Regions from separate parts of the Capra hircus genome. Here region 2 is linked to region 1. The links are chromatin contacts, called in public Hi-C maps. All regions are on one chromosome and are shown on one strand. The core of a region is the stretch at or near the end of the contact, and the rest is flanking DNA. Distances in the headings are between cores, read along the strand shown.

Region 1 (2,700 bases), core at 188-2,687:
GCCTCCTCAGGTATTTGTAGCGTTTTGCTCCCGCTGTGTGTCTGGCTGCATCCCTGGAACTCAACACTCCGTTCCCCTGCACGGGGGAAGTCACCGAAGTACTTGGTAACATCCTCCTAGATAGAAGGGGGGAAATTTTTATATTATTAATACAAATCATCAGAAGAAACTGCCAGCCCCTAGCACCCCTCTTGTGAGTTATTTAGGAGAGAAGTCACCTTACGTTTTGGCCCCAATCCCTGAGAAGAGGCAGGACTCAAAAGAGAGTAAATTTGGTTTTGAGGCTGATTTGGGAGCTGGAGAACTGCCCACTGCACTTCAGGAAAGGGCTGCCCCGTGGCCTTCTGAACCTTCACAATAACGCTTTTACAAGGTCCACCCATTCTCTGTACTTCATTTCCGTCAATCCTCAGATCTGCTCCACCTCTCCCCACCTCCTCCCACCCCTTCTCCAGAAGCAGAGATAGTGATGGAGCCAAAATTTGAACTCAGGCAGTCTGAAGTCCACCTGTCATCTGTGCTAACAATCAAGACTTTAAGCAAAAGCCTTTGCTGAAGCCAAACAGAAACGATGTTCCCGACGACGTAAAGTAAATGGCTTATCACACAAGTCCATCAGCGCCTCACCAACAAGCAACTCGTTCACTAGCATGGGATGTAAAAACAAGGCAAAACTCAAACGCATAGTGTTTTACTTCCTGAATAGTTCATCAGGGGAACGACAGCGTGGGGGTCCAGTCCAACCAGTCTGAAGCCAGGGAGGCGCTGGTCATCTTCCGGCCTCCATGTCCCGCCCCGGCAGCCCAGTGTCGGGCTCCACTCCCCAGGCCTCCAGGACGCCAGCTGCTCCCCGCCGGCTCGGGGCCTCCGGTAAGGCGGCCAGATTGAGCATAAAAACACAGGACGTCCAATTACAACTGCATCGCAGATACAACAATAATTTGTAATATAAGCAGGTCCGAAACACTGCGTGAGACCCGCAGCTATGCAGACATCATTCGCTGTTATCTGAAATTCGGCTGTAACCAGCCTCCGCGATGGTGTCTGGCAGCCCCACCGCAGGCCGAGCAGCCGGACCCGGGCGCGGTCACTGCAGGGCCGGGTGATGTGGGGCCTTAAGTTGCCAGATGAAAAGGCCGACCGGCGAGCCCGAGTCGCGCGTAGATGGGGCTGTCGGCAGGCCTCACCTGGAGCCCCGCGGCGGCGTCCACCGGCTTCACATACACCCGCCACCACCGCCCAGCAGCCGACCCAGCCGCCGCTGGGCCAACTTCCCTCCTCGCTACGTCAACCACATAGGGGGCGCGTCGCGTCCCGTGACCCACAAACGCCGCGCGCGATACCTCTCGCGTTACGTCTCTCGCCGCGCGCCCACCGGAAGTGGTTGCTACCGGTCTTTTTCCGGTTCCGCCCGCCGCGGCGTCACTGGCGTCCTGAGGAGTCTGGGCCGTCTCGAGAGGAGAGGGTGGAGGCCGCGGCCAGCTGGAGGCGCAGTCATGCCCCGGTATTACGAGGACAAGCCTGAGGGCGGCGCGTGCGCGGGCGTGAAGGAGGATCTGGGCTTGTGTCTGCTGCAGTCTGACTGCGTGCTCAAGGTAGCCCGGCCGGGTGCTCGGATGACCGAGGCCCGAAGCGGGGAGGCGAGGCTGGCGGAGGGTCCCTGGCGGGCCCCAGTGATGGCTGAGTCGTGCCTCCGAGTTCGCGGTCCTAGTTCTCCACCGACTTAATGAACTTGGGCGAGTCCACTGTCGGAACCTGACTTCCCAATGGTGAAATTGGAGAAAACCGTGCTGCCCCGTTGGGTTTTTGTAAAGTTTAAACCATCTCGGGTGCAGAAACACGAAGTGCTGCTGCTCTCCTGGGTTCTGGAGGCATATAGGAGAGAATCACAGGTTTCTGGAGCCCTCGAAAATGAGAACCAGTAAATTAGCACATAATTACATGAACCTGCCATACTGTGTTGCCTCGTGAAACCTCCTTTCTCACTTCAGTTGTGGCTGAATAGATGCTGTATTTACTTTGTGCTGGTCTGAACTTGCTGAGTTCTGTGTATTCCAGGATAAGCTGTAAAAGAGGCAGCTTTTTTATTTTCACCACTTTGTATCTCGCGCCCCCTACCGTTGAACTTGTGGTTTTAGGTGCTGTGATGGGAGACATGAATTTGCTATCTTTCCCTCAGTACAGCCACAGGTCTTCTCTGGAGCCAATCTGATATCATGCGTGCCTTAAGTCGTTTCCTACTTTTTGCGACCCCGTAGACCCGACCCCTCTAGGCTCCTCTGTCCATGGGATGGTCCAGGCAAGAATACTGGAGTGGGTTGTCGTGCCCGCCTCCAGGGGATCTTCCCGACCTGGGATCGAACCCGTGTCTTTTGTATTTCCTGCGTTGGCAACTGGTTGGCTAGTGGTTCTTTACCGCTAGCGCCATCTGGGAAGCCCAGTGAAGTTCAAAGTCGACTGACAAACCTGGATTCTGGCGTTCAGTTCAGTTCAGTCGCTAAGTCGTGTCCAACTCTTTGCGACCCCATAGACTGAAGCACTCCAGCCTTCCTTGTCCATCACCAACTCCCGGAGTTTACTCAAACTCATGTCCCTTGAGTCGGTGATGCCATCCAGCCATCTCAACCACTGTCGTCCCCTTGTCCTCCTGCCTTCAATCATTCCCAGCATCAGGTCTTTGCCAGTGAGCCGGTTCTTCTC
Region 2 (2,700 bases), core at 187-2,686, 230 kb before region 1:
GAAGAAGTTCAGGCAAGGCTTTATGTGGGCCCCTGCTAAAACAGGGGGAAATGAAAAGAAGCAATAATTTCTCTTGCTTGCTGGCTCCTTGAGAAGGATGAACTTGTTCCTTATATGAGGTGAGGGTAGAGGTGTGTCCAGGGATCGGGCTACAGGGGTGGCTTAGCTGGTGCCGGGTGCAAGGGACATGCGCGGCCCCCTGCTTTTGCGTCCCTCTCTTCAAAAGTAGCAGTCGGGTTTTCTGGTCTCTCCGTATCTTTTGTCCAGAATTGGCCCCAGCTGCGCATGCATGCAGTTATTTTCAGTCCGTACGTTTCCTTGTATTTTGTTCCTCTCGAGGAGGTGTGCCCAGGTGCAAGCGTCGCAGCTCTACAGCGCAGGGCCCCAGGGCCCAGGCGTCTCACGTCACTAACCAGCACAGTTAGGTCTGTGGGGAGCAAGGGCACACCCAGGAGTCCCCAGGGTCTCCCAGGGGACAGGATGCCCAGGGCAGGGTCGGGGGCAGCTGGTGCTGAAGATGGCAGTGTCTGCGGGCCAGGCTTTCCTTCCTTCGTCTCGTCTGAGTCACCTCCTTCCACCTATTGTTCAGGTTGCCACTGCCACTAGGAACATCTGACACGAACTACCACAGCCTCTTAGGATGTTTTGTGAACATCCTGTGGGTTCCGTCTCCAACTGGAGCCTGGAGCCTGGGGCCGGGGAACGGGCTGCGCCGATGACGCCCGAAGGGCCTACCACCTACACGCTGGCCGAGTTGCACTAGTATCATTATCAGCAGTGAGGGGGGCGTGGCTTTGCACTTGGCAGTTTTCGTTTCGTAAATTATTTATTTACTTATTTATTTTTGGCTGTGCTCGGCCTTCCTTGCTGCCCAGGCTTTTACTCTGGTCGTGTGGAGTGAGCAGGGCAGGGGGGGTGCCTCCTCTCGAGTCGCAGCACTCACTTCTCACTGCGGTGGCTTCTCTTGCCGCAGAGCACGGGATCCAGGCTCTTGGGCTCAGGAGCTGCTGCTCAGGAGCGTGGCTCAGGGGCTTAGTTGCTGCGAGACATGCAGGATCTTCCTGATCTGTCCTTTTGCTCTTGGTCACCCAGTCATCTCTGACTCTTTGAAACCCCATGAGCTCTAACCTGCCAGGCTCCTCTGTCCTTGGGATTTTCCAGGCGAGAAATTGGGATGCCATTCCCTTCTCCAGGCTATCTTCCCAACCCAGGGACTGAACCTGCATCTCCTGCATTGGCAGGCGGATTCTTTACCACCTGGGAGCCACCTGGGAAGCCCGCCATCCTCATTTCAAATTCATGGTTGTGTATGTCCTGGACCACATGGTGAGGATGCCTCTGTCCAGCAGGCCCTCATTCTCCTGTGCAAACACGGCCTCCGGCCCCCCAAGGGAGTGCATGCTCGCCCACAGGGGACGACCTGACCCTCCCCGGGCGTGCAGCACAGCCCACTTCACAGCCTGCCAGCCAGCCCAGGCCCCCTGCCAGCCCTTCCTCTCTGCAGGCCTACTGTTCTGGGCCTCTCACCTCATCAGACCTCGGTTTTCCCCTTAATGAAAAGAATTCACACCTCCTTCAGATATGTCAGGAAAATTCCTAGCCCTGCAGAGCTTCAGATAGTTGACTGTGGTATTTGATGGAATGAGCTGAGTCAGGGCAGTTACAAACAAAATACGGCTGGACGGTTGCTGGAGGGTGTGCCCTTACCCTCATACCCGTAGGTTGATCCCGAGCCCAAACCCATAGTTGCAGTGCCTCTTTCTTCCTAGGGACTCGAGGGGCGCGCTGGGGAGCCGGGCCCTCTCCCACGACAGTATTTTCATCCCCGAATCGGGGCAGGACCCTCCTCGGCCGGTGCGGGTGTTTTCCCAAGAAAACGTGTGTGACCGGATTAAAGCGCTGCAGGTAAACTTTCCTGGGCAGCGGATATGCATTGGGAAGTCTTAAAATGATACCTGCTTTTCCTTGATATATTTTAAAGCCTAATCGAATGCACGTCACAGCTCTCCCAAGACTCGCCCAGTTAGTTACAGACGGGCCATGTCTCCTCATTCATAACCACTCACTTTCAAGATGACAGCAGGGGAACTGGTGGCAGACACTGAGTTTATTTAGCTCCCCGGCCTGGGCAAGGATGTTAAAAATACCTCCGGAATGAATGAATTACAGCAGGGGAATTTGGGGAGAAAAGTCACTGATGAAAACTACAGCAAATGTTCTTTATTCCAACCTAGTTAAAAATACAGTGTAATGTGAAAATGGGGCCGCCACCTCCTCCCGGGAGCCTTCCAACCAAGCGGGGAGATGATGCCGGCATGAGCTCTGAGGATGACGGTCTGCCCAGGAGCCCCCCCGAGATGTCCCTGCTCCATGACATTGGTTCCAGCACTACCATAAAGGCAAGTACCACCTGCGCCACCCAGCTCCCTCCACCTCCTCCCCCTGCCTCCACACAGGGCCGTCGGGCTCTGGTGGCCCCTGTGTGTGTTCCCCGAAGATTCCTGTGAAGACTCCCGCTCAGTGTGCCTGGAGGGGTTCCAGCCAGCTCACTGGAGCCCACTGTCCGTCCTTGGGCTGTATTTATTTTCATTCTTTGAGCAGAAATTCAAGTCTCATTCAGGGATACGGTTTGGGGAGCATTTTCCACGGTGGTTGTGGATCTCATGCAGTCAACCTCATTCTTCCTGTCTGAGCAGATGA

Evidence for each region. A called contact is a pair of places that touch in the nucleus more often than the background predicts.
Region 2: a contact with region 1 is called in a Hi-C map of blood, with 2.4 times the contacts expected there. The contact joins the enhancer-like site here to the promoter of LOC102182511 in region 1. A contact is called at or near these places in 4 of 5 Hi-C or Micro-C datasets (blood and liver).

Annotation. Positions count from the first base shown.
Region 1 is chr11:3,762,488-3,765,187 of ARS1.2, reverse strand. LOC102182511 (cytochrome c oxidase assembly factor 5) reads left to right here and starts at 1,437. Exons shown (of 3, transcript XM_005686277.3): 1 at 1,437-1,595. The coding sequence starts at 1,497. UNC50 (protein unc-50 homolog) reads right to left here and starts at 1,432. Exons shown (of 6, transcript XM_018054898.1): 1 at 1,344-1,432; 2 at 1-116. The coding sequence starts at 112.
Region 2 is chr11:3,995,292-3,997,991 of ARS1.2, reverse strand. It overlaps KIAA1211L, which reads left to right. Exons shown (of 10, transcript XM_018054906.1): 4 at 1,770-1,905; 5 at 2,235-2,399. Among named protein-coding and RNA genes, the nearest start is that of KIAA1211L, 97 kb to the left of the region's middle. Within about 2 kb of position 1,436, at least 1 of the 5 cell types and tissues checked has an H3K27ac peak or open chromatin away from gene starts, as enhancers often do.